2 separate regions of the Mus musculus genome follow, and region 2 is linked to region 1. Evidence: chromatin contacts called from public Hi-C data. All regions are on one chromosome and are shown on one strand. The core of a region is the stretch at or near the end of the contact, and the rest is flanking DNA. Distances in the headings are between cores, read along the strand shown.

What was found. A called contact is a pair of places that touch in the nucleus more often than the background predicts.
Region 2: a Hi-C map of CD8 T cells shows a contact between it and region 1, with 4 times the contacts expected there. The contact joins the promoter of Coq7 here to the enhancer-like site in region 1. A contact is called at or near these places in 1 of 39 promoter capture datasets (embryonic stem cells), 20 of 484 Hi-C or Micro-C datasets (the BV-2 cell line, CD4 T cells, CD8 T cells and 11 more), 5 of 115 datasets of contacts at active chromatin or transcription factors (the 230-238 cell line, the NIH/3T3 cell line, cardiomyocytes and 2 more) and 4 of 9 other capture datasets (adipose tissue, liver, macrophages and 1 more).

Annotation. Positions count from the first base shown.
Region 1 is chr7:118,101,167-118,108,094 of GRCm38.p6, reverse strand. It overlaps Rps15a (ribosomal protein S15A), which reads left to right. Exons shown (of 5, transcript NM_170669.2): 5 at 1-3,721. Among named protein-coding and RNA genes, the nearest start is that of Rps15a, 12 kb to the left of the region's middle. Within about 2 kb of position 2,959, at least 77 of the 459 cell types and tissues checked have an H3K27ac peak or open chromatin away from gene starts, as enhancers often do. A contact at or near this core is called in the BV-2 cell line, CD8 T cells, the G1E-ER4 cell line and 3 more, where this site is marked.
Region 2 is chr7:118,529,570-118,536,497 of GRCm38.p6, reverse strand. It overlaps Coq7 (demethyl-Q 7), which reads left to right and starts at 3,142. Exons shown (of 6, transcript NM_009940.3): 1 at 3,142-3,319; 2 at 6,761-6,928. The coding sequence starts at 3,247. Tmc7 (transmembrane channel-like gene family 7) reads left to right here. Exons shown (of 16, transcript NM_172476.4): 16 at 1-654.

The DNA.
Region 1 (6,928 bases), core at 1,710-4,209:
GTTGATGATTTGTCCATGCAGGAAAGTTTACAAGGTCTCTGTGTGTCTACTACTTACTAGTTGCTGTGACAAAAATACTGAAAGTGTTTACTGTGTGTGAGGCACAAAGTTTGTGGGAAGCTGTACCCTCCCTCATTTTGGTGCTGCTCCTGCCTTGACTGACAGGATGAGCTGCCCCAACCATCGTTGCCATCTTCCATAAGAAGCAGGTGGCTCTATTGAGTTCCCTGGAGGTGATCCCAAGGGAAGGAGGAGCCTGGGAAAGTGGATCTCAAGTCCCCTAGTCTGGCAGTTGGCTGTTTAGGAAAGTCCAGTGTCAGTGTTTGATATGTTGTAAGGAAACAAATTCAGTTTTATTTAGCTTATTGGCTCTGGGGAAATGGCAGTTCCCATTAATTGGTGCTGTCTTTCTCTTTGAGGATCAAAATTAGCTTCCTGTTCAGTTGTTAAGCATATTTCATAGTCAAATAATCCTCTTATCTTTACAAGTGAGGTTTTCCTTCGAGTGGATATCAGAGTCCCTCCCACGGCTTCTATCCCTCCTATCCTTGTGTAGGAAGTTAAGCTTGCTCATTTGTAGATTAGTGGTCGGTTACACTGCAATTTAGAGTATCATGTGTACTCTACACATGATTGATTCTAAGCCCCCTTCCCTTTCCATGTCCTTCAAAAATTTTTTTATTCTGAGACAGTGTTAGGATTTTTCCTGGGCTAGCCAAATGCAAGAAGTGTTGGTCCCAGACTTGTAATCTTTCTGCCTTAGCCTCCCAAATTCTAGGATTATAGATTTATGTCATGTGATGAGTGGTCTTTTAAAGATTATCTTTTATTTTTTTTGAGATGGGGTTTTTCTGTGTAGTTTTGGCTTTCTTGGGACTTGCTCTGTAGACCCAGGATGGTCTTTACTCAGATCTGCTTGCCTCTGCCTCCCAACTGCTAGGATTAAAGCATGAGCCTGAGCCTTCATGCCTGGCTGACAGGTGAATTCTCAATACCTACCTAGCCATAGGGAAAGTGATTGTGTCCCCTTCCTCATAGAGGGGCATAGTCACCCAGGCCATACCTTTAGCTTGGGCTTTTGGTCAGTGAAGAAGTATGAAGGGACAAGAACACTATCAAGAGCCTAATGTGCTCTGGCCTGGATGGTCAGCACAAAATGAATAGACTTACCAAATTCTGCTGTCTCCTTGGTAGATGTGAAGTTGTTGGAAGAGTCCTAAATTTAGCAGACTATACTGTCAGCCTATCAGACTATAGGCTGCCGGAGGGCAAGTCTGCTACCTATTTCCATCTCATGCCTGCATTGTTCATCCCCCTATGTAACCCACCTACCTGTCACTCATTCCTCCATCCAAAAACTATTGTAGGTTCAGTGGAAATTTCAAGCTTGCCTGTCTCAGCATCTTTCTTACCTTACCCCTAAGGATGGCATCTCTCTTGGCTACATCTTTGGTTTATCTGGAGATCCTTGATTAATTTGAACAAGAGCTACCTTGGGTTATGCAGTTTATGCCTCCAGTGTCCCAGAGACCGGCATTTGAGAGATCCCTGATAGCAAACCCATAGGGTGGCCTTTTTTTCATCCACCCCATTCTCCCTCCCACCTCCCTCTTTTGACCTTGAGTCCTCACCAGAGAGAAACCAGGCCCACTTAATTAGTTCTACATGTGTACACTACATGGGTGCAGTGCCCAAGCAGGAGAGGTGTTAGATTCCCTTTTAACTATAGTTAATAGACAGTTTTTAAGCCCCAGTGGATGCTGGGAAGCAAACCTACATCCTCTAGAAGAGCAGCTATTTCTCTGAGCCATTTCTCCAGCACCATTTTCCCCTCTTTTAAAAGCAGGTCTTGCAGTGTGGCCTAGTCTGGCCCCCTGAGGTGTTTGCATTGCATGGCAGGCATGTCCACAGGAACACCATAGTTCTCACCACTCGTACAGCACAGCAAGTGGGGTGCCGCAGGGGATTATCACTTGAGTATAAAATAAGGGTTGCTTTAGATTGAATAGGATAACCACGCGTTCTCAGAACAATCAAGGAAGGCTGGGGTGAGCCAGCACCGACCTTAATTGTTTACTTAGTAAACTACTAAATGTATGCACGTGTAAGCTTTTGCCTTGATTGAGGTCAAGCTGTCGAGAAATGGTTCTCTTTACAGTGGATCCAGTCAGGATTGGCAGCAAGCACCTTTGCCTGCTGAGCCTACATGTTGTATAGAATGGCAACGTTGTGTAGAATGGCAGTACATTAAATGGGTTTTTCATTTACGAAGTGTGCTGGCTGGTTTTGTGTCAACTTGACACAAGCTGGAGTTCAGTTGAGGAAATGCCTCCATGAGATTCAGCAGTTTTCTCAGTGATGGGGGGATGGGGGCTAGCCCCTTGTGGGTGGTGCCATCTCTGGGCTGGTAATTCTGGGTTCTGTAAGCAAGCTGAACAAGCCAGGGGAAGCAAGCCAGTAACATTCCTCCATGGCCTCTGCATCAGCTCCTGCTTCCTGACCTGCTTGAGTTCCAGCCCTGACTTCCTTGGGGATGAACAGCAGTGTGGAAGTGTTAACTGAATAAACCCTTTCCTCCCCAACTTGCTTCGTGGTCATGTTTTGTGTAGGAATAGAAACTCTGACTTAAGACATAATGGTTTTGAGATTATGGTTTTATTTATGACTATGGTGAGCCCTACTGAAGAAGCCTCAGCATTCAGATCTATCGTATCCTGCCAGTTGCTTGAAGCATGAATTTGAGTGTCCCTTCTAAATAGGTTTTCATTTCTGTGAAATGGGTACAAAGAGGCTATGTTCTAGTACTGTGGTCAGGCTTGGGATAAACTGTAAAATGAAAGTGGTGCTTGGCATAACACTATTTTACTTGTTTTTAATCCTGAGAGGGAGTCTGAATGCTTCTGGGAAGAAGATGTGGAGTCCGGACTGACCTGTCCTGACTATAGTATGTCTGCAGTCCTAATAACAGCCCCTGGGGGGTTCTTCACTCTTCTCAGCTTTTGTACTCAGAGTGATGGGGGCTAGTGAGGCTGCCATGTGGGAAATCTAATAACCAGGGGTATTGGGAAAATTGAGATCCTTTTCTGTAGATGATGAATGAGGGCAAAGAGAAGCAGTAAGTATTTGGGGCCTGAAGCAGAGAGATGAGGGGAAGGGAAGTTATAATGGAAGTCTTGAGTCAGCTGACAGGAATCATGAGTCAGCAGAAACCTGAGTGACCAGGAGTTGTGAGTCAGCAGAAAGTATAGATAGCAAAGATGATGAGTCACCATCATTCTTGGTGAATCAGGGCTGAACTGTTGTTACTGAAATTCCTTTTTGGGTTCTTGGTCTTATCAATGAGATAATTTAGGGGCTGGGACAATGGCTAGGTTGTTAAGAGCACTTGCTGCTCCTGAGTGGATTCAGGTTCGGTCCCCAGCACCTCCGTCGGGCTGCTCACACTAGCCTATGACTTGGGCTCCGGGGAGTCTGACACCCTCCTCTGGCCTTCAAGTGTGCTTGTACACGCCTGGGGGTGGGGTGGGGGGAGATGGAGTAATGAAATGAAATTTCTGATTTTTTAAGTCTTTGAAAGTAAAATACAATTATGTTGGCCTCTCTCCCTGTCCTTTTCATTCAACCTCTCCTATGTGCTCTCCTCTTACTCAATTTCTCGAATTTATGGCCTCTCTTTGTGCGAACATGTGTGTGTGAATAAAATAAAGCATTTTTTTTAAAACCTCTTGTCTGAATGGCTTCTGAATTGGTGACCTTTTGAATAAGCTTGCCTGGTTTCTACCTGATCACACTATGGTGTGGTGAGCAGCTGGACTTGCAACAAACAAAACATTGGTTTCTTGCTCCTTCAAGACTGCTGGGCACTGGCCATGTCACACCTCTGGGTCTGTCACCTTGCCTGACTGCTGCTTAAAGCCACTCAGCACACACACACTCCCAGCTGTGCACACAGTCGAAGGAGGCTGACCCTTGTACGCAGCAATTTTCATTTGGGACAGGTTGCTAGAAACCTTGATAATCTCAGAGTGTCACTGCCTGGGCTCTTCTAAGCTGTCCTGGCCTAGTATTCTCCAAGGTCAATTTCTTCAGCAATTTCTTTGTTCTGAAGGTTTCCTAATTAGCTTCTTACAGCTGTCTTTCTTGCTTAAGTAATAGTCTTAACTGTGGGTGTGTGGGGAAGCCTTGTGTATGGTTGAACCTTCTGGCATAGGCTATAGTTGCACAGTGTGAAGTCTGGAGAGAGGAGAGGGGAAGCCCTGGGTGTGTGATGAATGGGGATGCAAACTCGCACGTGGAGACTCATGGTGGCTCCCTCCTGTCTCCATGGATAACCAGATATGTACACTGCTCACTTACTCCAAGATCTGCATATCTGAACTAGCCCAATCCTTTCATCCTTTCAAAACTGATTTCAAAACCACGCCCAAGACAACTTCCACCTGGTGCCACATGGCATGGGCAAGGTATAGCACTTCTGAGACCATTCCTAAGAGGACCCCAGACACCCAGAGACTGGGCACCACTAGGATGACCAAGTGGTAGAGAGATGGAAGAGAAAGAAACAGAAGAATGTGCACAATGAAGAGAGGCAGAACTAGAGAATCAAGGAGCCTGATTTGAGTACCACCTAAGGCCGTAGTGAGGTCCTGGTCTTTAGGTCCTTTGTTACCACCAAAGGCTAGTCAGATGTCCCTGGTCTGGGCTGCTGCCCTGTCATTGTATGAGGATTGTGCAGAGCTGGCCCCATCCCTTGCCTCCCAGCCCTAGGAGAGCTAGCCATGAAGGTGGAGAGTAGGAGAGCTCACCCTATCCACCCCTAGCCGGCTGCAGGTCCTACACCTCACCTAGGAAGCACAGTAGAGCTGGCCCTGGTAGTGGGAGTTGTTGGTAAACTGGCCCCAAGGGTGTGAGCATGGCAGAGCTGGCCCTGCCACTTATCTGTTGTGTGGTGGCATAGGTGAGGGGAAACATGCTCCCTCCCCCACTCTTTACCACCTGTAGCAAGTGGCAGAGCCGCCCAAGGGCATGAGAGTGGGAGAACTGGCTCTGCCCTTAACAGTTGCAGTGCAGGAGAGCTTTCCCTGGTGCTGTGGGTGTGGGAGAGCTGGCAGGTGAGCAGCTCAGATACCATCCAGGCCCAGATCCAGGGCTTTGAGTTGGCACACCCCAATATCAACTCCATCTGTGGACTGCTGGAGAGCATGAAGGGGCAAGTCCTACACATCTAAAGCTACAGGATCTCCACGACACAGGGTGACAGTAGGGTGTCCAAGGGGAGTCCTAGTAAGTTTCCAGTATTGATAGTGTAGCAGAAGCCAGAGGCCTTGAACTAGACAAATGACTCATTGCAATGAACATTTGCAAGCAAAGGAGTATGGACAAAAGGGTGTACTGTGGGACATGCACACTGCAGCTTCCACACCAGGTTTTTTTTTTTTTTTGGTGGGAGGTTGCAAGGGTGAAGGACAGTACGAGAGAACAAGGAGATGGGTGGGGTTGGGTTGCATGTATGAAATTCATGAAGAATCAATAAAAAGTTAAATAAAATTAAAACCAGTTATCAATCCATCATGAGTCTTGTTAAATTCTCTCCAGGCTCCCATGAGTGCTTCAAGCATCCTCTCTGCAGTTTCATGGAGTTTCCACTAGGTGACAGCACAGGACCACAAGTATCTTGAAACAGTTTGCTGCCATTAACCTATGTCTGGACTGGAAACCTTGTTGAGATGAGGCAAATTATTCATGGCCACAGAAAGAAGGTTCAGAAGGAGGGAGGATGTGTATCGTTGGCATTGGCCTTCAGGTCAAGGAGAGTTTGTCGTAGCTACTTTTCTACTGCTGCGACAACATTCTAAGACCAAGAGAACTTAATTGTGCCAGGCGTGGTAGCACACGCCTTTAATCCCAGCACTTGGGAGGCAGAGGCAGGCGGATTTCTGAGTTCGAGGCCAGCCTGGTCTACAAAGTGAGTTCCAGGACAGCCAGAGCTATACATAGAAACCCTGTCTTGAAAAACAAACAAACAAACAAACGGAGAGAACTTAATTGTGACTTGCTTACAGTTTCAGATGGTGGGCTCATGACATCATGTCAGGGAACATGATAGCAGGTATGAATGAATGATGCTAGAGCAGGAGGAAGGGAGGGAGGGGGAGACTGAGTGTGAGGACGAACTGGGCTTTTGAAAACCCCAAGCCAGATCCTAGTGACATACCTCCTTCAACAAGGCTATACCTACTAATCTTTCCTAAACAGTTCCTCCAACTGGGGGTCAAACATTAAACATTCAACTATATGACCCTCTGGGGTCCATTCTCATTCAAACCACCACCACAAGATTGTTCTGAGGACTGGGGGGATAGGTTGTGCCCAACAACCCATTCACCCATCCATCTACCTACCTATTCACTACCCACCCATTCACCTACCTACCCACCCATTCTCACACATACACACACACACACACACACACACACACACAGAGAGAGAGAGAGAGAGAGAGAGAGAGAGAGAGAGAGAGAGAGAGAGAGAGAGAGAGAGAGCACATACTAATACATGTCATACCAGACACAGAGCATAGCTCATCTCCTTCCCTCCCGTCCTTTGGAGCATCTGGCTATATGGTACAACAATTGCAATTCTCCTTCTTCAGACTACCATTAGATTACCATAACTGGCATTATTGGTGTGTGCCAGCATATCCAGTTCCAACACTGCTTTTATTGAATGTACAGCTTTCTTTGGTTCATTTGTGTTTTTGAGACAAGGCCTCACCCTGTTGGTAAGACTGGCCTGGAACTTGTCACTCTCTTGCTTGTAGTCTCTGAGTGCTGGGATTGCAGGTGTGCCTGGGAGTCAGGGCTGCTTTCATCTCTGGCTCGGTGCTAATGACTGTTAGATCCGTCTGTGTTGTTCATTCTTTGCCTCC
Region 2 (6,928 bases), core at 1,893-4,392, 430 kb before region 1:
TTGAATAAACCAAAGTTTACTCCATTCTCATTCTACAAATCCTGGTTGCTGGCATTTTTGCCTAGTGCCTTCATGAAGCATTCTTGTCCTCACTGTGGCCCTGAGGATAATCTGCTGTCCTATGTTTGTAGGAATGGTAGATAAAATAAACAACATATTTTCTTTATTATAAAACAGATAACAAAATATGCCAATTGGTATGTTGGTTTTAGTTAGTGCTGCTAATGTGTGCACCTCCTACTTGAATATTTTAATAACTTGGAATAACCAGGCAATGTCTGTATAGCTTTAAAGTGCGGCTCTCTAACGGGTGTGTGTTAAACTCCTGATTCCGTGTCTTGAAAGTTTTAGAGTATGGTTGTCCTCAAACCCACAGACGCTCTTCATCACTGGTTAAGTGATGAAGAGAACTGCAATACTCAGTAAAGTTGCTCTTTGTCACTGCAGTTAGAGGAAGTAGCATTTTGACATCGATGGATGTGTTAGATGAGTCTTGTCTCCTCTTGGCTATTAAGAAGCCAAAGAAAAGCAGGTTTGTGTGTTTTGAACGTCAAAGACAATATCTTAAGCATTTTATATCTTGCTACCATTGAAAGCCACTGTTTGTATTTATTTTAATATTCTATAAATATATAATAAATATTGAAAGTAGCTATATATGTGTTGGGTGCGTGTTGTGAATACATATTTTTTAATTTCTCCTTAATAACATCTTGATGTTCTCTCCAAGTAGCTCCCTTTTGTAATGGCCATCTAGCCTTCCACAGTGGTAACACACATTTCCAGTAACTATGCAGTCACTGGTGGGTACTTGAAGTAGGTATTGTCATTCTTCCCCCATAGGAACACTGGGAAATTGAACTTTAAAAGCCTTTGCAAACATTTTCACTTCCCGTCTGCTACTATAGGCTCCGGTTCTGTTTTTCTTTCTCCCTTCTCTTTCCCCTTCCTCTCTTTTCTATTCTCTCTCCCCTCTGTCTGTCTGTCTGCCTGTCTGTCTATCTGTCTGTTTCTCTCTCTCCTTCTTTCTCTCTCTCTCCCTCTCTATTTCTTTCTGGCAGAGCAGACCTGCAGGTTCTCGCAGCCACGAAATGTTCTCATCTCAGTGAAGGAGAATCCAGTTAGACAGGTCTTTACTTTGCATTAACTGTTAAGTTGGCAAATCAGACCTCACAGCCAAAAATCTGATGGCAGCTAGCCACTATGCTCTAAGTATTTGCGAACAGAAGAATTCATTTTTTCCTGGGTGGTACAAGATCTGACCGTGTGAGAACTTCTGAACACATCTTTACTCTGTAGAGTGAGGCTTTACCAGAAACCTGTCCAGAGCATGAGAGGTACTTGAAACATGGGACATGCTCTTTGCTGTGTGACTGTGAACAAATTCCTTCACCTTCAGAGACAGTTCCCTTACACTTAAAATACAAAACTAAGACAAACTTGCTTTTATATTTCAGAATTTGATTATGGAATCACATATTCTTCGTTGTCTTTTGAAAATATGAAAGTGCTTACTATAAAGTATGAGAACATTGAAAACCACAGAGAAAAATCAAAATTACACATAAGCACACAAGTTTTTTTTAAAGAGGCACCAAAGGCCAGCCTGGATGACACAGCAAGTTGAAAGTCATCTGGATACAGGGTGAAATTCTTGTCTCATAACCAGAGTGGGGGAAGGGGAAGAGGGAGGAGGAAGGGAAAGAGAGAGAGAAAGAGAAAAAGAGAGAGGAGAGAGAAGGGAGAAGAAAGCAAGCAAGCACAAATGGAGGGAAGAAAGAAAATGTAGTAGTCTCATATTTTCCACTTAAATGTTCTATTTTATCCAAAGTTCTTTCAAAGTTCATTGTTCTAACACCCCTGGAAGCTCCAGAGGCCAAAGCAGCCATTTCACCAGTTTAAGGCAAGCCTGAGTGACATAATCAGATCTGAACTCGTCATTACATCCATTTCAGGGAGCTGCTAACTGTGCTCATGAGTCATAGTTTGTTAGCATTCTCTTGATGGTAACCTTTTTAAAAAACATGTATTTGTCTGTGTGTCACATGTGCAGAGAGTCCGGAGGAGAGTGCTGGGTCACTTGGAACTGGAGTTACAGGCCGTTGTTAGCTTCCTGCTGTGGCTTCTGGGAATCAAACCCAGGTCCTCTACAGGAGCAAGAAGTGTTCTCAACTTCTGAGCTCTCTCTAGCTCCAATTTTTTAACACTTCCAAAAATTTCCAGTAATAACTAGGACATACACCTCAACATTCTTTTATCTCTTTAGGACAGATCTAGAAGTGGAATGCACGGGAAAGGTTCTGAACATTTGAAGGCTTTGAGAGCCAGATTTAGGTTGAGTATTCCACAGGAATATTTAAGTACCCTCACTGCCGCTAAGGCCCAGTACTTGGGCTCGTCTTAATTTTAAGTTACTGTAGTATACTAATTGAACACTATAATTATATAGAATGGGTTAGTAGTTTCATTTATTTTACAGTAGCTATGAATCAAATACCCGCCCCCCTCCCGCCAAGGGTGCAAACTCTAGTTTTCCTAAAGCCACAGTCTCTAGTGGTCCTATAATAGGCACTGATTATCCTTGCAGGTATGGTTTTTCCCCTTATATACTTATCTGACTTGAAAATTTATTTCTATTGGCTAGATCCTAGCTGTCATATTAATGGATATGCACTTTAAAATGTTTAATGTATGTTACTAAATTTTCCTTCCCTCAACACACAGCTATGTTCATCACTAATGTGCACTAGGCCATGAATAATCCAGTAAAGGATGAACAATGAAGCAAATCTCAATATAAAAATTGAGAAGGAACGGAAAGTAACGGGAAACAAACTGGGAAACCCACAATTACACCGAAAACTGGCATGTTTTACCAGGTAATTGCTGACTTTCAGGTGTAAATCGGCTCTTAATAGAGAAAAATAATCTCCATAACGTGGAGGAAACAACAGTGACCTGCGGGTCGCCTTTCCAAGACAGGGAGAAACCCTAACCTAAAATGCCTCTCCAGGGCAGCTCTGCATCAACCCTAAGAGCCGACCGGGCGCCTTCACGACGTTACAATGATCGACAGGGGGAAGACCCAATAGAGTACGTGAATCGGTCATTTCTAACCAATCGGGTGTAATCCAGGGCCTAGGGGCGTTTCCTCTGGCTCTCGGTCCGCGGCATCTATGCGTCATCACCCTGAGTCGAGAGCACGATTGGCGGGGCGTTTGGACCATAGCTGCATTGTCCGCAGCGATGAGCGCCGCCGGAGCCATAGCGGCTGCTTCCGTGGGACGCCTGCGCACTGGTGTCCGGAGGCCCTTCTCAGGTACCGGCCGTTCGGGGTCGTGGTTCGGCGCGGGGCTCTTCGCCGGTGACTATTTGCAGTGGAGGTCACGGATGTCACGGGGAGGACGTCTATACGTCACAAGCGCGCGACATGGGGGTGGGGTTTGTAGTACGTCTAGTTGATTGATAGGAACGGGTGAACTTCTGCAGGATGCCCTGCCGGGGAACAAGTGATTACCAGCCTGTGATGTGACGTCAGTGCAAGTGTGGAACTTGAGTGTCCTGCAGTGTCCCTCCGGTCTCCACTCGGGACTTTCTCAAGCAAAGTAGCCTTCCGACGACAGCATCAATCTGTTATAAATGCAGATTTTCGGGTCCCCCTCATTATCCACTGGATTGATAGGTTTTAGAGTTTTAAAAAGTGTGTGTGTGTGTGTGTGTGTGTGTGTGTGTGCGCGCGCGCGCGCGCGTGCGTGCGCACAATAATTAAATTCTAGAGAGGCCAGAATTGGGGTTTGAATCTGCAACTAGAGTAACAGGCAGTTTGTGAATCCCTATATATGGGTGCTGGGAGCCCAACTCAAGTCATTTGCAAGTGCAGTACACATTCTTAACTGCTGAGCCTTCTTTTGAGCCGTAGAGTCTCTGTTTTTATCAAGCCTCTCATGGGACTGTTTGTATTGCAAAATATGGTAAGCTTTGAATTTGGAATGGAGAGAGGTAGGTTTGGATTCAGGTCTGATTCATCCGAGCTGCCCCAGAAAATCGTGGTCATTTTCTCGAAACTAAATCTTCAAGCATTAGATTTCTATTTTGCCTGAAGGCAATATTGTTTGGAGGTTTGAGATGTGTTTTTGTTTAACTACAACTTATTAAGTAATTTAATTGAAACTACATCCTTTTGGTAAATAATAAGCCAGAATTGTCTGCCCCCAAATGGATGAGTAATCACACACACACACACACCACCACCACCACCACCAATACCATGAGAACAGCTATGAAACTTCATTAGATATTGTTGTGTGTGCCTTCCAAGGCTTGAGTCCAAGGTTGTTTTTCTTTCTGGAAGAGAAGAGTGCTTAGCAAGTGTTTGGATATTTTTCAAGACATGCCAGTTATAGAGATGTTTTCCTTGGTGATAAATGGATCAGAAGAGACTTTTTAAGAGCCTCTTAGTATGTAATTTATGTGTCCATAAGCCACTTAAAATCTTCTCATTTGCCACTTAAAATCTCCCAGATACCATGGCTGGAACAGCACTCTTGAGAGCTTCTAGCTCTGCGATTCAGCTTTATTTTAAAGTGTGTAACAAGGCAGTCAGGTCTCAGGGATGTGAATTTTAAGGTTCCTTGCTAACCCAGTGAACAGGTTAACAATAAGAATCACTTGTTTTCATTTATGAAGTAACTTAGTTTCCTTTGTTTCATATACCCTCATGATAATAATAATTAAAAAAAAACCTTAAGTGTGTGTCTCCTTAAAAAAATAAAACTAGCCTTGCTACTGGATAGGTTTTAATTTGGTTTTGAGACAGCCTCTAGCGCTGGCTGACCTGGACCTTGCTTGTTCACCAGGATATCCTTCAATTCACAGAGCTCTGCCAACTCATGCTGGGATTAATACCTATACTGATTTCTTAGGTAAAAGGACAAACACTACCCTCTCCCAGTCATTGAGTGCAGAAGTTGTGTTTGAGAGAACATTCCAGTGTGTTCTCAGTTATAAAGAATCCTGTTTATCACACCTCAAAAGCCAGCCATATAAACTTGGCCCACCTGCTCAGCTCCTTGTTATTCTTCTTTTAAAAAAAAGATTTATTTTATATATGTGAACACACTGTAGCTGTCTTCAGACACACCAGAAGAGGGAATCAGATCCCATTACAAATGCTCCTGAGCCACCATGTAGTTGCTGGGAATTGACCTCAGGACCTCTGGAAGAGCAGTCAGTGCTTTTAACCGCTGAGCCACCTCCCCAGGCCCCTTGTTATTCCTTAATATACTTTTTAAAAAGGAGTACTGGGTTGCCTTGAACTTTCTTTGCTAAAAAGTAAGAGCACAAGCAAACAAGATTGTGTTGAGAAATACAACTGGCTCACCAAGTCTGTCTCCAGACCCTGCTTTCTGCATGGAGACAAGCTGGCCAGAAGCATAAGCCCTTGAACTTGGACACAGAAATGCAACAAGTTCCTGATTGTGTCCCATCACTGTCCCATAAAATATGGGCCTCAAACCGTAGAGCCCCACTGTCTGAAGACAGTTTGGAATGGTTGGTGTCTTACACTCGGCAGGAGAGCTGAGGTGCCGTGTCTGCTCCACAGACTCTGTCCAGTTAGAGTCAGTGAGCTGAGTGAGGCAGAGCATGCCATGCGCAGTAGACCAAAGCCATTCTCCTGCAGAATCCACGTGCCTTTGCACACACAGCGCTATTTGTCCCAGGACTGTTGATGTAGCTCAGGGCAGGCTTAATCTCCAGCACCATGATAAATAGATACAGCATTTAAAATTCTACTTGGTAGCAAAGCTCACGTTCCCAACGACGGCATGCATACACACCAGATACTCCAATCCTGCCCCGTGGCCTTGTGTCCAAAGACCTTAAGCCTTCTTGATGAAAGAGCCAAAGACGTATGGGAACTTTTCCACCCCTTTTCTGGATGTTGAAGTTTGCTTAGGTGAAAAGAAGTGTCTTCCAAAGACATGGTGGTCATAGCAAGCAGAGAGCCTGCAGCACTTTAAACAGGGTGCAGCTAGAGTGACAAACCAGAGGGCCTGTGGGTTTCCGTTTTTATATGGAATAAACACACATTACTACAGGACCCTTCTGGGATGAGGTAAACATTCAAGATCCTCTAATCTGGAGCTTGGAAGTATAGTGAAAGTGTTTACATTTGAAGAAGAGTTTAGTCTGAGGTCAAACCTTGTCAGGCAGGGTCTCAGTCACCTGCCCGTGGAATTGGTGTATTAAAAGAACGTTGAAGCCTCAACTTGGGATGCCAGGCTTTGTCCCCTGAGCTTTTTCAGAACATCAACACTGGCCGCTTCCCAGGGAGACTTAGGGAGAGCATTATAGATAGCTTTGGGTGCACTCCAGGGGCTTCTGCTGTACAGCTTGAGAGGGGAGCCTCCCTTTCCTGAAACAGCTGTCACGTCAGCTGCCTTGTGAGGACAGATTTCGGTCCTTCCAGATCGCCATATGTTTAAAGTAAATCCGGAAACCCTAGTCTTTAGGTGAAGTCTTTTGGGTTTGAGCATTGCAGGTGATAAAGAACACACACTGGTAGATGTGTCCAGCCCTCAGGCTTGTCTTTCATTCTGTCGGCAAAAAGGCAACAGGCCAGCGATATGACTCAGTGGGTAAAGGTGCTTGCTTTCCAGCACAAGGGCCTGAGTTCCATCCCTGGACCCCACAACTCCGTTTTCAGGAATGTCAGTGTCCTGTGTGGATAATGAGACGGACACTTGCTTTTTCATTGCAGAGTATGGAAGAGGCCTCATCATCAGGTGTCACAGTTCGGGGATGACCTTAGACAATATTAACCGGGCAGCCGTGGATCGAATAATTCGGGTGGATCACGCTGGTGAATATGGAGCAAACCGCATCTATGCAGGGCAAATGGCCGTGCTCGGTCGGACCAGTGTTGGCC